Linked DNA regions of Mus musculus: all the other regions are linked to region 2. A link is a contact called in public promoter capture Hi-C data. All regions are on one chromosome and are shown on one strand. Each heading gives the region's core, a stretch centred on a gene start, on an enhancer-like site or on the middle of the called end of the contact. The rest is flanking DNA. Distances are from core to core; before and after follow the strand shown. Region 1 holds the start of Kcne3 (potassium voltage-gated channel, Isk-related subfamily, gene 3). Region 2 holds the start of Olfr520 (olfactory receptor 520). Region 3 holds the start of Serpinh1 (serine (or cysteine) peptidase inhibitor, clade H, member 1).

Region 1 (4,269 bases), core at 716-3,215, 440 kb after region 2:
CCCTATGTCAAGAATGCAAAGTTCTTCCCAAACTAGGAAAAGAGGGAGGACCTTGACTGAACCAAGGCAAGTCTCTCTCTCTCTCTCTCTCTCTCTCTCAGGTTTTTCTATATAGCCTTGCCTGTCCTGGAACTCCCTCTGTAGAACAGGTTGGTCTTGAACTCAGAGATCTGCCTACTTCTGCCTCCTGAGTGGGTCACCACCACCTGACAAGGCTAGTTTTAATTTTTTTTCAGATTTAATTGTTTTATTTAATGTCTATGATTATTTTGCCCAGCTGTATGGCCTATTACCCCACATGTGTGCCTGCTACCAGTGGAGGTCAGGAGAGGGCATTAGATCCCCTAAAACTGGAGTCACAGATGGTTGTGAGATCCTAGATGGGTACTGGAAACCTAACAGGGTCCCCCGCAAACGCAGCAGGTGCTCTTAGCTGCTGAACCATCACTCTACCCCTGTTGAGTTTTGTCATTGTTCTTGTTTGTTGTGTGCCTAGGAGTTTTGTCAGGGGGAGGCAGGGCACATCTTTAATCCCAGTGCTGAGCAGGCAGAGGTAGGCAGAGCTCTGGGAGTTTGAGGCTAGCTGGGTCTACAGAGTGAGTTTCAGAACAGCCAGGGCTATACAGAGAAACCCTGTCTCAAAAATCACATAAACAAACAAAGAAAAAAAGAAAAGAGAAACGAGATTCCCAGTCTCCCAATGGTGCTTAAGACTGGCCTTGAGGGCACCTGGCATGTAAGCGGTGCACAGACATCTACAGAGGCAAAACTCTGAATGCTGATTTCTGGGCCCCACTCTGGGTCTTTTGAATCCAAACCTCCCAGGAGGAGCCCACCGCCCTCGGTGTGCAGACTGGAGCAGCGCATACTGGGGTAATCGGGATGACGGCTCTCAGAGGTGGTGTCCAGCTTAGGGAGGAACGGCTGGATAGAAACCTGCCACACAGAAACAACACAACAAGGATGTGTTCTGAAGGAGATTAGCAATTATGCACAAAAAGCCCACCACGTGGCAATCTTGTTTTTCCCTAAGCACGTATTAGGTAATCATATCCTAATATTCTGTGATGGAAATTACTCACCTTGGAAATACTGCAGTAGATCTTTGCGAGAATTGTGAGGGAGCTCATCTGAGTGTGTTCGTTGTGTGACCTCCGCTAGTGAAGAGAGCTTGGATAAGTGGTTGCTACAGAGTCCCTGAGAGGCAGATCCCTATTTCTGTCATCAACAGGAAAATGACACTTATCAGCGTCTCTTCTATATCAACAGAAACAATTTTTAATATCATCAGAAACAATTTGGATGTGGACCCAGTGGCTGGAAAACAAGTGTTCTGGGACAGACACCAGTTAAGAAGTGAGTGGATACAAGTTGAGACCGGGCATGTGACACAGACTACTGAGGGGGGAGATGCCTGCTAGAGTACGTGGATTCTGAGACCAAGCTCTGACCGAGCTCTGCGCTGACTTGCTTGCTGAGTGTAGAATCACCTCCCCAATTTGGGCGTCTGCAAACTGAAAACAGGGTATGTCTTAGAATCAGATGTTTTCTTTGGCTATTCCGGTTTTAGTATTTTGGATTCTGAAAACACTTCTAATCTTACCGTAACCCTGTGAAGAGCGAGTGCAGGAATGGTGGTACCCATAGACAGGAAACCAAGGCCCCAGAGAGGAGCTGCCCAGTGCCACACAGCTACACAGGTACCAAGCCCGACTCCACCAAAACCTAGCGCTTGGTCTGGGTGTTTGGAAATCAGCTTTTCGCTAGGTTGGCTGAGACTTAAAGGAGACACAGACGAGAAAAATTCTGTCTGGGATCCAGGAAGCAGGTGGTTCCCCGCAACCGCACCCGGTTAAGGCTAAGGAGCTGGGCGGAGGCGCCCCAAGACAGCCAACGCTGAAGCTGGAGTGCTAAGGCAGGGCGGGGCCAGAGGAGGGACACCCTGGGAAGGAAAAGGGAGCCAGAGCCAGTAGGCGTGCAGAGATCTGAGAGCACTGAGCGCATCTGGGCATTATTGCAGTGTTCACCGGAGACAGATCGTAGAGGCGGGTAAGGCGCTACAGGGTTGGAAAAGCTATCCATAGTCCGGGCAAGACGTGCAGGGTTTCGGTGTTTTCCTTCAGAGGGGGGACCCGACGTGGGGTGCTGCTAAAACACAGAGTGGATCTTCCTTAGTGAGAAAAGCAGGTATTCCCAGGAACTATAGGGATTAGAGAGTTTCGCTGCGCATGGAAAGTCGTGTGTGGTCCGAAGGCGCTCTCCCAGGCTTTCCTCCAGGCAGCAAAGGCTCCTCCTCTCCTACCGATAAGAGGACACTCACAGGTCTGCAGCGGGACACTCACGGAAATAACATTCCAGGAGTCAGTCTTGCTCTACCAAAGCTGCGGGCTCTGCAGAACTGCCCTACCCATTCTACTCCACTGTGACCAGCCCTCGGCGATCAGATCCTCCGAAATCCCGGGACGGGCTGAAGCATCTTCCGCTGTTAGTAGCAATTCTAGGTTGAAAGTCAGGAGTCTTGGGTTCTAGTTTTCAGGTAGTGTAAATTGATGCAGGTCAACCATGGCTTTGTGCCTTATGCTTTCTTAGGTCACCTCCTGTAAAATGGGTCTCCTGCTCCAGTTGCCCCCATGTAATCCAATTAGGGCAAAGGGGAATGTTTGGGAGGTGTCTCAGCCAGTGTGTTAGAGCCCCGGGAAGCAAAGTCCTAATCTCTGCCTCCTTCTCTTTATTAATTTGCATGGGAGGAAACTGAGGACCCAGGATAATCTTATCACCAGGGACCATATTGAATTAGAACCAGTGTTTCCTCACTCCTAGCCCAGGACTCTTATTTCACGTACAGATATCGAATAAACTCATTCTCTCTGGCTCCAGCCACTCTGTAAATTGCAAATGGAGGGGTGCGATAACTGGAGGCATTAAAAACTGCCTTTAAAGTCTGTTGACTCCCGGAAGATGAAAACCGACTAGCAACTTTCTTCAGTTCAAATTCCTCAGGGCATGTTTTCTATCTGTAACGCAGGGGAGCTTGAAGTACCTTCTAAGAGGGAGGCAGGCAAGACCAAGAACCTCCATCCTATGCTTGGCTACACAGACTGGCCAAGTAGGGGCAGGGAAGGCACTTGTAAATGGCAAGGACCTGCAGGATTCATCAGAAAGGGTGGGACACAAAGGAGGTGGGCGACCCTTGGTGGCTGTGGGCTGTGAGAGGGCACAGCAGAAGGTAGGCACTTGGGATGACTGCTCTCAGAGGTGAGCTGAGCCATGGATGGCTATGGGAACAATGTGAGCAGGGTTCCCAGTAACTTTCTCATGCCTGCTCCGCCTATTGTCTCCCCCAGTTCTCACGAGGTGAGCTGGGCACTGGTAATTACCTCCGTCTTACAGATATGGTTCAGAGGAAAAGCATTCAAGGTCACATAGGCAGAACTAGGATCATGAAAGGTACTCTTGAAAGGCGAGATCACAGGCTGAGACTTGGGCTATCTGTGTGCCTTCTGTGGGTGTGGATGGCCACACCTTTGGTAGGTACACAGGGAAGAGCATTGCAAAACCATTTACCGTTCTCTGGGGGCCAAGAATGTTTGCCCTTTGGATAAACGGGCTCAGATCAGATGTGGGAAGTGTCTGGGTTTCCAAAGGAGACTCAGAATTTCCCTCTCTTGCCCCATGCCACCTGCTCAAGGGGCCTCCCCTCTATCTAAGGCAGCTTATCTTGGGGTAACTGGGAGTCTTTTCTACTTTGGTTTTCTATTAAAACATTGAAAGCTGATTCCATGAAGCTGTTAGGGGATGAGTTGGGGAGGGTACTCTCTTATAGGAGAGAGATTGAGTCACTTGTTCTTTTTGGTGCTCACTATGTAAACAGGCCTGAAGAATAAAGAAATGCATGAGGCCCCTGCCCTGAAACCTCCAAGCATATGTGCAGGGATACACTGGGCCCACATCGACACTCACAAACAGATTCCAAATGGCCCAGTTCTCTAATGAGGCTGTTTTGAAGGCACTCTGGTAACAAACAAGAGGGGAAACTGACTAGTTATTGAGTAGGGGAGAGGGGTGTTTCTGGACCGGCTCTAAGCTGGTGGTATAGAGCAGGGTCTTGAAGAATGAGCTTGCCAAGCAGACAGAAAGTGTAAAGGAATTCCTGCTTAAGAAAAGAATATGAGTAAAGGCAAGAGGCGTGGGAGTGCAAGGACTGTCCAATGAGCTCACAGCCTGGCGTTCATTATCATGGTCACAAACACTGGGAGAGCCACAGGGAAA
Region 2 (4,294 bases), core at 1,102-3,601:
TACATGTCTTCCTCGGTAGATAATGAGGTAGTAGGCAGAGGCAGGCTGGGTCACTGTGTGAGCTAATTCTCTGCTGTTTGCTTTTCTGCTCTGTTGGTGGAGGTGAATCCAAGACATGCTTTCAAGAGTGCTCACATAGCAAAGGGTCAGAAAAACATGTCACCAGCCTTCACTGTTAATGGAGATGTGGGCATATCTTCACTTCACATTTAAGAGATTGACAGATATCCTCTGAATTACCAACAGAGTGGCACTGTCAGCCATGGAAATAGAAAAAGTAAGGGAAAGCCCTACCCTATCCCTTCTCTCACGACACCTGGGCTTCCACACTCCCCAAGGAAAGCAAGACAACAGACAGGGTTGGGGCGGGCAGGTCAGGCTCTGTCCTCACCCTGTGGTTGACTACTGGTGTTCATATGAAGTACACCTGTCTGTAGTCATCAAATTCGGATTCCAAATCTTGGAAACTTTAGTTCTGGGGTGTTTCCTAAGAAACACCAATTTTCTGTTGGAATTCTCTAGTCATTTCACAAACATTTTCCTCTATAAAATATGATCATTCATACTAATGTCCCTATCTACTCATTTAGGGATCTAGACTTTTAAATTAATGGACTTATTATTGCATTTTACTTCCTTTTGTTTTGCAATATTGGGAATTGAATCCAGAGCCTTGTACATGCTAAGTGAATGCTCTCCCATGGGGCTATACCCCAGCCTTACATCATTTGTATATCAGTATATTTCCCCCTTTGGCCATATTCTCCCAACTTTGCCTATCTAATAACTTTTATTGTGGGCTGAACATTAATAACTATAGATGCACTGGACACTTTTGGATAACGCTCATGTCTCACCAGACACACTTCCCACTTCTCTTAGGCAGGCAGAGTCCGGTGCTGAGCACTTCAGGCTAATTGGTATTGGAATTAGGTTTTTGGTTGCTTCAATCGCAGTAAGAGTCCAACCTTTCCTGGGTTCTGGTTCTCTACCACCTCAGTGCTGACAGACAGGGAGATTTGCTTCATTTTGGAGAGTATGGGAGAGGTCCTTAGCTGTCCCTCCCACCCACCTCCACATCCTTCTTTCCCACATAAACACAACGCAACTTCAAATTATTGGAAAATGAGAAGAGCAGTGTACATGCGAGGCAAGCCCTCTCTCACGGGCTTTTAAGTACTAGGGTTCCTGGGAGATCTTAGTGAAGCACAGCCCCCTAGGTCCTTAGCAGAGCCCCAGAATCCAGATGACTTATGGGAAAGACTAGTTGTACAATCAGAGTACTTTAACTGTCTAATCCACTTTGTAAGCCTCTTTTGATTGACAAAAGCTTGCTGCTTTCTCTCACATCCAAGTTCCCCTGCCTAGTTCAAGCCAGCCTGTGATGGTCGCCAAATCAAATAGATGACTCTGAGGCAAAAACAAAAACAAAACAAAAAGCCAGCGATTGTAGTTTCACTCTGGAAGGTCCCCCAGCCTGGGGAAGTCCAACTCCTTCCACCTTACTGCATCTGTGCTTCTTAGTTTGATTTTTAGAATGTGATGGTCCATGCCTGTAATCTCAACACTTGTTGAGCTGGGGCTGGAGGATCAGAAGTTCAAGATCAGCCTCAGCTACATGGTGAATGCAAAGGCAGGCTAGCCTACATCATCTCAACAAAATGATGATTTATGTCACGTATCCAGGTTTTCCTAGTTGTGACGGTGGGGTGCTGGGCTGCCACGGTCTACTATATCCTACTAAGGAGCAGAGGCTCAGTATACTCTGCCTGCATGCAGTCAAAAGAGTCCCAGGCCGAGGAGCACAAAGAAGGAGGCCCGATGAGTGTGTGAATTGCAACATGCTACCGAGAACCTAGGACAAAGCTGTCCCTGCAAAGCTGTGTGCTGGAACAGTGAATGTGTGCAAAGTAGGCCACAGGCTGAAGAACTTGATGTCAGAGACCCAACAAGCTGAGTCATGTAGTGTGGTGTCTGAGATAAGGTCTGGGGGGTAGAGGGGGGGGTTGTCTTTCCAAAGCACTTTGTGATAGTGATCCAATGACCAGCCACTTATCTCTGACCTTCCCACAGGAAAGCCTGGGATCTGGGCCTGCTTTCCTCACTTGGGTTGTCAGCTAACTTCAGTTTGGTAGACTGATGATTGGTACTTGGCAGATCTGGGGCTCAGAGGGTGGGACCCAATCCCACAGCCTACTGTCACTCCTCTGGAGTCAGTTATAAATAACTGTTTTCAGATTAATTAACAATAAATATTGTGAAATCATTATGACAGAGTTCTTTTTTTTTTTCTTTTCTGGATTTCAGATGTTCCAGCCACCCATGACCCAGACCTCAGGTTCTGTTCCACTATGGAGGCTACAACTTGCAATGGGTCAGTAGATGGCTCTACCGTCTTCTACCTGGTGGGCATTCCCTCCCTGCCAGAGCCCTTCTACCTCCCTGTCTTCTTTCTTTTCCTTCTGTTCTACCTGCTCATCCTGGTGGGGAACGCCCTGATCCTGGTGGCTGTGGTGGCCGAGCGCAGCCTCCACAAGCCCATGTACTTCTTCCTAATCAACCTCTCGGCTCTAGACATCCTCTTCACCACAACCACTGTCCCGAAGATGCTGTCCCTGCTCCTGCTGGGAGACCGCTTCCTCAGTTTCCCTGCCTGCTTATTGCAGATGTATCTGTTCCAAAGCTTTACCTGCTCAGAAGCCTTCATCCTGGTGGTCATGGCCTATGACCGCTATGTGGCTATCTGCCGCCCTCTGCACTACCCCGTCCACATGACCCCACAGACAAACACTGCACTGGCAGCCAGTGCCTGGATCACCGCCCTCCTCCTGCCTGTCCCAGCAGTGGTAAAGACCTCTCAGATGGTATATAATGACATTGCCTACATCTACCACTGCTTCTGTGACCACCTGGCTCTGGTCCAGTCCTCTTGTTCTGACACTACTCCCCAGACGCTCATGGGCTTCTGTATTGCCATGGTGGTGTCCTTCCTCCCCCTCCTCCTGGTGCTCCTCTCCTATGTGCGAATCCTGACGTCAGTGCTTCGGATCAACTCCAAGGAAGGGCGTTCCAAAGCCTTCTCCACCTGCAGTTCCCACCTCCTGGTGGTGGGCACCTACTACTCGTCCATTGCCATAGCCTATGTGGCTTACCGAGCTAACCTGCCCTTGGACTTCCACATCATGGGGAATGTGGTCTATTCAATTCTCACCCCAATCCTCAACCCTCTCATCTACACTTTGAGGAACAAAGATGTCAAAGTGGCCATTACCAAAATTGTTTATCTCAAAGGCATGATGTGAATGTTTGACCTCTCAATGCAGCTAACTCTGGCCCCAGGATTCCAACTAGCTATGTTTAGCTCAGAGAAAAAGACTCAGAGTGGTCCAGTGCTCGGAGTAGAATCCGGGTAATGACTGCAAAATGGCCAAATTAATGAATGTAATGTTGTATAATAATCTTCATAACTTGGTTCATGGCTTTTCCTCTGTGGAAAGAGATAATGTTAATCTTTATTTTTTATAAGAATCTAAGCTTGTCTAAAATTTTCACTACTGGATAATTCAAAAACATTTACTAAAGAAAAAAATTTGCAAGTCAAGAAAGAAAAAATCTGTATAAGAAATGTGTGTGTGTGTGTGTGTGTGTATGTGTGTATGTATTTTTGTGAGGTTTTATTGTTATTTCTGGGTTTTTTGTTTGTTTGTTTTTGAGACAGGGCTTCACTGTATAGCCCTGGGTGTCCTGGAACTCACTCTGTGGACCAGGGTGGCCTTGAACTCACAGAGATCCACCTGCCTCTGCCTCCTGAGTGTTGTGATTAAAAGCGTGCACCACCACACTGCAGCCAAGCAAAGTATATTTTAAAAATTGGAAACTAGAGAGATGGCCCAGTGTTTAAAGCACTTGCCAATCAGTCATGAGGGCCTGAGTTTGGATCCCCAGAATCCACCTAAGTCCAGATGTGTAGCCCTCATTTGTAGTCTCAGTGCTTCTACAGCAAGATGAGAAGTAGAGACAGCCGAATTCCTCAGGCCAGCTAGCCTAGAACACGCCACACACAGCAAACAAAAGCTCCCATGTCAAAGTGGAAGGTGAAGCCTGACATGGGACCATTGTCCTCTGCCTCCAAGGGCATGTCTGCAACCATACAGAGAAACGTGAAAATTCACATAGATCATGTACATGCAAAGATTTAAAAAATCTTGGCAAAAAGACATCCTATCAAAAAAACAATACCAAAGAATAGACATGTGAGTGGGGATGTAGCTCAGCGGAAGAGCAGAAATCACCC
Region 3 (3,806 bases), core at 1,202-3,701, 380 kb before region 2:
GGCTGCTCCCATACCTCCTCGGCTGCTTCCCATCTAGGGACCTTGAGAAACAGCGCAAAGGCCCTGGAGGGGTTGAGGGGATGGAGGACCACGGCCTCATGGAGGGGATGAGGGAATGAGGACCACAGCCTCATGGAGGGGGCGAGGGGATGGGCACCACAGCCTCACAGCTGCCTGGGGAACAATGTGAGACCTCTCACTCTTAAGAGAGGTAGGATCCGCAAGTCCAGATTGGCTCCTTCCTCACTAGACCTCAAAGACAGGGGGACCATGTAACTCATGGTACACTCACAAATGAGAGTGAAGCAGTGAAATGATCCATGATGGGAAATATCATATCAACAGGCACGTGGCCACCCTCCTCAAAGGACCACTAATCCAGCAGAGGCCACCAGCCTGCCTAAGGAAGGGAAACCTAACCCTGCCACGTGGCACCCACCATCTTGACAGCCCCCACGCTCAGCCAACCAGGGGCTGGGAGGGGCTTCTCCAAAAAGCTCCAAATGACTAGTTAGGGATTCCTCTGGCAGCCGCAAGGCCCCTGGTGACGTGGCAGGCAAAAGCTGCTTTATCTCCATAGGCCAGCCGAGGGTAAGAACCTGGAGGCCTGGCTTGGGAACCTGGGGTGAGGAGGATTTGCCGGGGGAATCCAGGAGCCTCAGGGGTTTTAGTTTTACAACTGTGCCTCAAAAATCTGAGGGGGCAGGCAGGGCTGGGGAGAAGGGCCACCCCGTTAAGCCCAGCATTAGGGATGAAAGTAGGCAAGTCTCTGCAAGCAAGCCAACCTCCCGCAGCCCATCTGCACAGGCAAGCCCAGCCCATCTGCCACAGGGAAACGCCAGCCCTCCGGCCAAGGTTAGACATTTTACAGTACCATCAAAACAAAACCAAAAAAATATAAGATATCACAGAGCCAAAGGCCGTGTCCACCACTGGGCCAGGGAGCCTGTGATGGGAAGCCTGTAAGGGGAGCAGATGCCAGGAGGCAGGGAGGAGCACCAGGGGGTTTCTCAGACACTTGGTGGGTCTAAAGTACCTTGAAAGGGCCTCAGAGGGAGATCATTGCCTGCCTTTTTCATTCTGAAAGAAAACAGAAGAGTGAAGAAATGGGAACCCCTAGAGACGTGGGGAGCAGAGGCCGGTCGGGCCCAGTCCCCAGTGGGTACCCGGAGTAAGGAGGTGGATGACCTCTTTTGCAGAGGCAGAAACCAGGGCCCAGCTTGGGCCTCTTCGGCTCAAGCAGGTCAGGCTTTCTCCCGGGGGCTCTGCCTTCAGCAAAGCTCCCAGGCCGACCACTGTGGAGTCCTGTTACACAGCAACCCACTACAAAAACACCTCGGCAGGGAATCCTCGGAGAGAGACAAAGGACCAGACGGAAATGGGGGATGGGTACAGAACTATCAGAGAGTAGGGTGTGGCCTCGGCCTTACTTCCAGGCAACCAAAGCCCCCAGTTTTCCAAGGGCCTCCATGCGTGCCCTGGATGCCAAAGGGCCCAGAAGGAAGCACAGGAAGTTGATAGCTAGGCCGTTAGACCATACAGGGAATGGATGCCTTCTTCCTTTCGTCTGGAGGCTCAGGAATGTCCCCCAAGCTGGAGGCAGGATACCTCAAAGCCTCAGAGGAAGTCCTCGCCCTGCAGGAACCAGATGGGTGGACGGAAGGACCAGGGTGACTCAAGTCACCCAGGGCCTGTGGACCCTGACGACACCCCTTTCGGGTGAGGTGAAAGCAGAACTAATTGGTCAAGTCCGGCCACCTTCCACATAGGATACTGATTAAAAAGCGACTGCTCCCCAAAGCAAGGGGGTCCTTAACAGCTAGAGATGAGACACCAAGTCTACACCTCTTGTGCTAGGTTCAGAGGCCCCTACACAGCCTGTGGGGAGGTTGGTCTGGGATCAATCACTGCGGGTCCCTGGGCCTCCACTCCTGAGTTAGGGACTGCAGAGCTGGCCCTTCCCCGTGGACGATGGGACAGTCAGGTCTTTCCCCTCCCCTCTCAGTTGTGCAGAAGGTCACCAGCATTTAGTCCCAGCTCTACGCATTCCCTCTCACCACCTTTAACCTTCCCCGAGCTGAGACTTCTCCGTACTTTACCAGGCAGTCCGCGTACTAGACCGCAGCTCCAGGGAACCCAGGCAAGTGACAGTTCCAAGTCCGATCTTTCACTGCCCACCTGTGTCAGGACCCCAAGCTTTGGAGCGATCCGTTCCCCCTTGGCCAATGCGCAACCCCAAATCGCCCGGCCGCTCCCGCCCCTCACCTGGGCCGGGCTGGGCTGCTCCGGGACCGACAGGGCAATCGCTCCTCAGACAGGCTCTGCTCAGCTCACTGCCCCGGGCCCTGGATCTATATATGGCTGGCCCCACCCCCTCCTGCCTGTCCCAAGAAACTTCTGGAAAGTTGGAAACGCTTCCGGAGGGCGCCGTGGCTCGGAGAGGAGAAAAAAAGCCAAAGACCTCCCCCAAACCACCCTGGCTCCCGCCCCTGTGCCTGCGGGCTCTCTCCCAGCCCCTGGGTCCTACTGCCCCCTCGCCCTACTAGGTAGAGGGGACTCTCCTCCCGCACCAGCTAGACCTTGGGAGCCAGGGCATTCTTGGGATTCCGCGGTCCTGGACGTGGAAAAGCAGGGTTTAGACTCGAGAGTGAACTGAAGGCAGACAGGCTCCAAAGTCCTGCGCTCGGGGACTGGAGTTGTCGTCTTCTCGGGGTTGCCCACACAAGCCTGCTCTGATCACATATCCCTTCTGCCCCACATGACCCTGCTCTGCCCCAGTAGATCCATTGCCTACTGTTATCAAGCTTTAATCAGGGACCCCTGATGCTACTCCTTAGTCAGGGGCCCTCTCCTTTGCCTTAGGAAAAAGTCAGAGGCAGGGGTCCCTCTCCAAACCAGGGTTCACCCTTGAAACATCCCTGGGGAGGAGAGGCCCTGAGAATTCTAGCTGGACCCTCACCCTGGCAACCAAGTCTTGAACTGATTTCAGACAGACACCTAGGTGGTTCCACTGGACATGAAGTAGTATACAGCAGGGAACATCCTGGATGAATTAAATACAGCATTGTGTGACTTTCCTTCTGGGCCAGTACCCTTGGTTGATGTTAAGTCCTAACTGCCCCTTTCTCCGTCTCAAATGGGTCATCCCTGCTATCTCCTTCCCTCCCTCCCTATCTCCATTGCCTCTTGGGGCTCAGGGTCTCACTATCTCAGGCTCTCCCGCCCCACCCCACCTCTTACACTGAGATAGCTTCTTGAGCCCTGAGTTAACTGATAGTATTCTTTACTATTCTAGTGTCATGCACAAATCTGCACAACTGGGCAAAGTCCCTGCCTTCAGGACCTCCTTTGTGAGGGGTGTGTGCAGCTAGTGGGGAATTCAGTAGGTGAGGCCTGTTGTTTTAGGATCCTCCTATCTTCTGATAGTGGAATGACAGACAACAGATGGACATCACTAGAGAGGAGGTGGAGTGAGAGGCTTTTCCCCCTCTTTTCAGTGCACTGGGGCTGGAACCCAGATCCTCAGGAAAACCAGGAAAGAAAGCATCCTGCCACTGAGCCCCAGCCCCAGCCCCAGAGAGACCCTGTATGCATTCACTCACATTCAATCAACAGACTCATAAGTATTTTCTTTCTCCCAGATGCAGAGCCTGTGGAACAGATGTATCCTTGCACTCAGCATCCCAAAAGATGAGTTCTCTGCAGTTATAGAGAACAGTGGGGGAGGGAATGGACCCCCAGCCTTCCCCACTTCGGGCTGAGGGAAATATTAGATCCTAATAGACTTAGACCCCAATCAAAGGATC

Evidence for each region. Promoter capture Hi-C pulls out the DNA fragments that hold promoters and counts their contacts.
Region 1: a contact with region 2 is called in a promoter capture Hi-C map of hematopoietic stem and progenitor cells, with 3 times the contacts expected there. The contact joins the promoter of Kcne3 here to the promoter of Olfr520 in region 2. A contact is called at or near these places in 9 of 39 promoter capture datasets (the 3T3-L1 cell line, embryonic stem cells, hematopoietic stem and progenitor cells and 5 more).
Region 3: a promoter capture Hi-C map of liver shows a contact between it and region 2, with 2.8 times the contacts expected there. The contact joins the promoter of Serpinh1 here to the promoter of Olfr520 in region 2. A contact is called at or near these places in 4 of 39 promoter capture datasets (hematopoietic stem and progenitor cells, liver and neutrophils).

Annotation. Positions count from the first base shown.
Region 1 is chr7:100,176,718-100,180,986 of GRCm38.p6, forward strand. Kcne3 (potassium voltage-gated channel, Isk-related subfamily, gene 3) reads left to right here and starts at 1,966. Exons shown (of 4, transcript NM_001360467.1): 1 at 1,966-2,049. Gm51453 (a long non-coding RNA gene) reads right to left here and starts at 1,974. Exons shown (of 3, transcript XR_003946660.1): 1 at 1,604-1,974; 2 at 1,083-1,514; 3 at 667-936.
Region 2 is chr7:99,732,794-99,737,087 of GRCm38.p6, forward strand. It overlaps Olfr520 (olfactory receptor 520), which reads left to right and starts at 2,352. Exons shown (of 1, transcript NM_147063.2): 1 at 2,352-3,302. The coding sequence starts at 2,352. The coding sequence ends at 3,302.
Region 3 is chr7:99,350,788-99,354,593 of GRCm38.p6, forward strand. Serpinh1 (serine (or cysteine) peptidase inhibitor, clade H, member 1) reads right to left here and starts at 2,452. Exons shown (of 5, transcript NM_001111044.1): 1 at 2,266-2,452.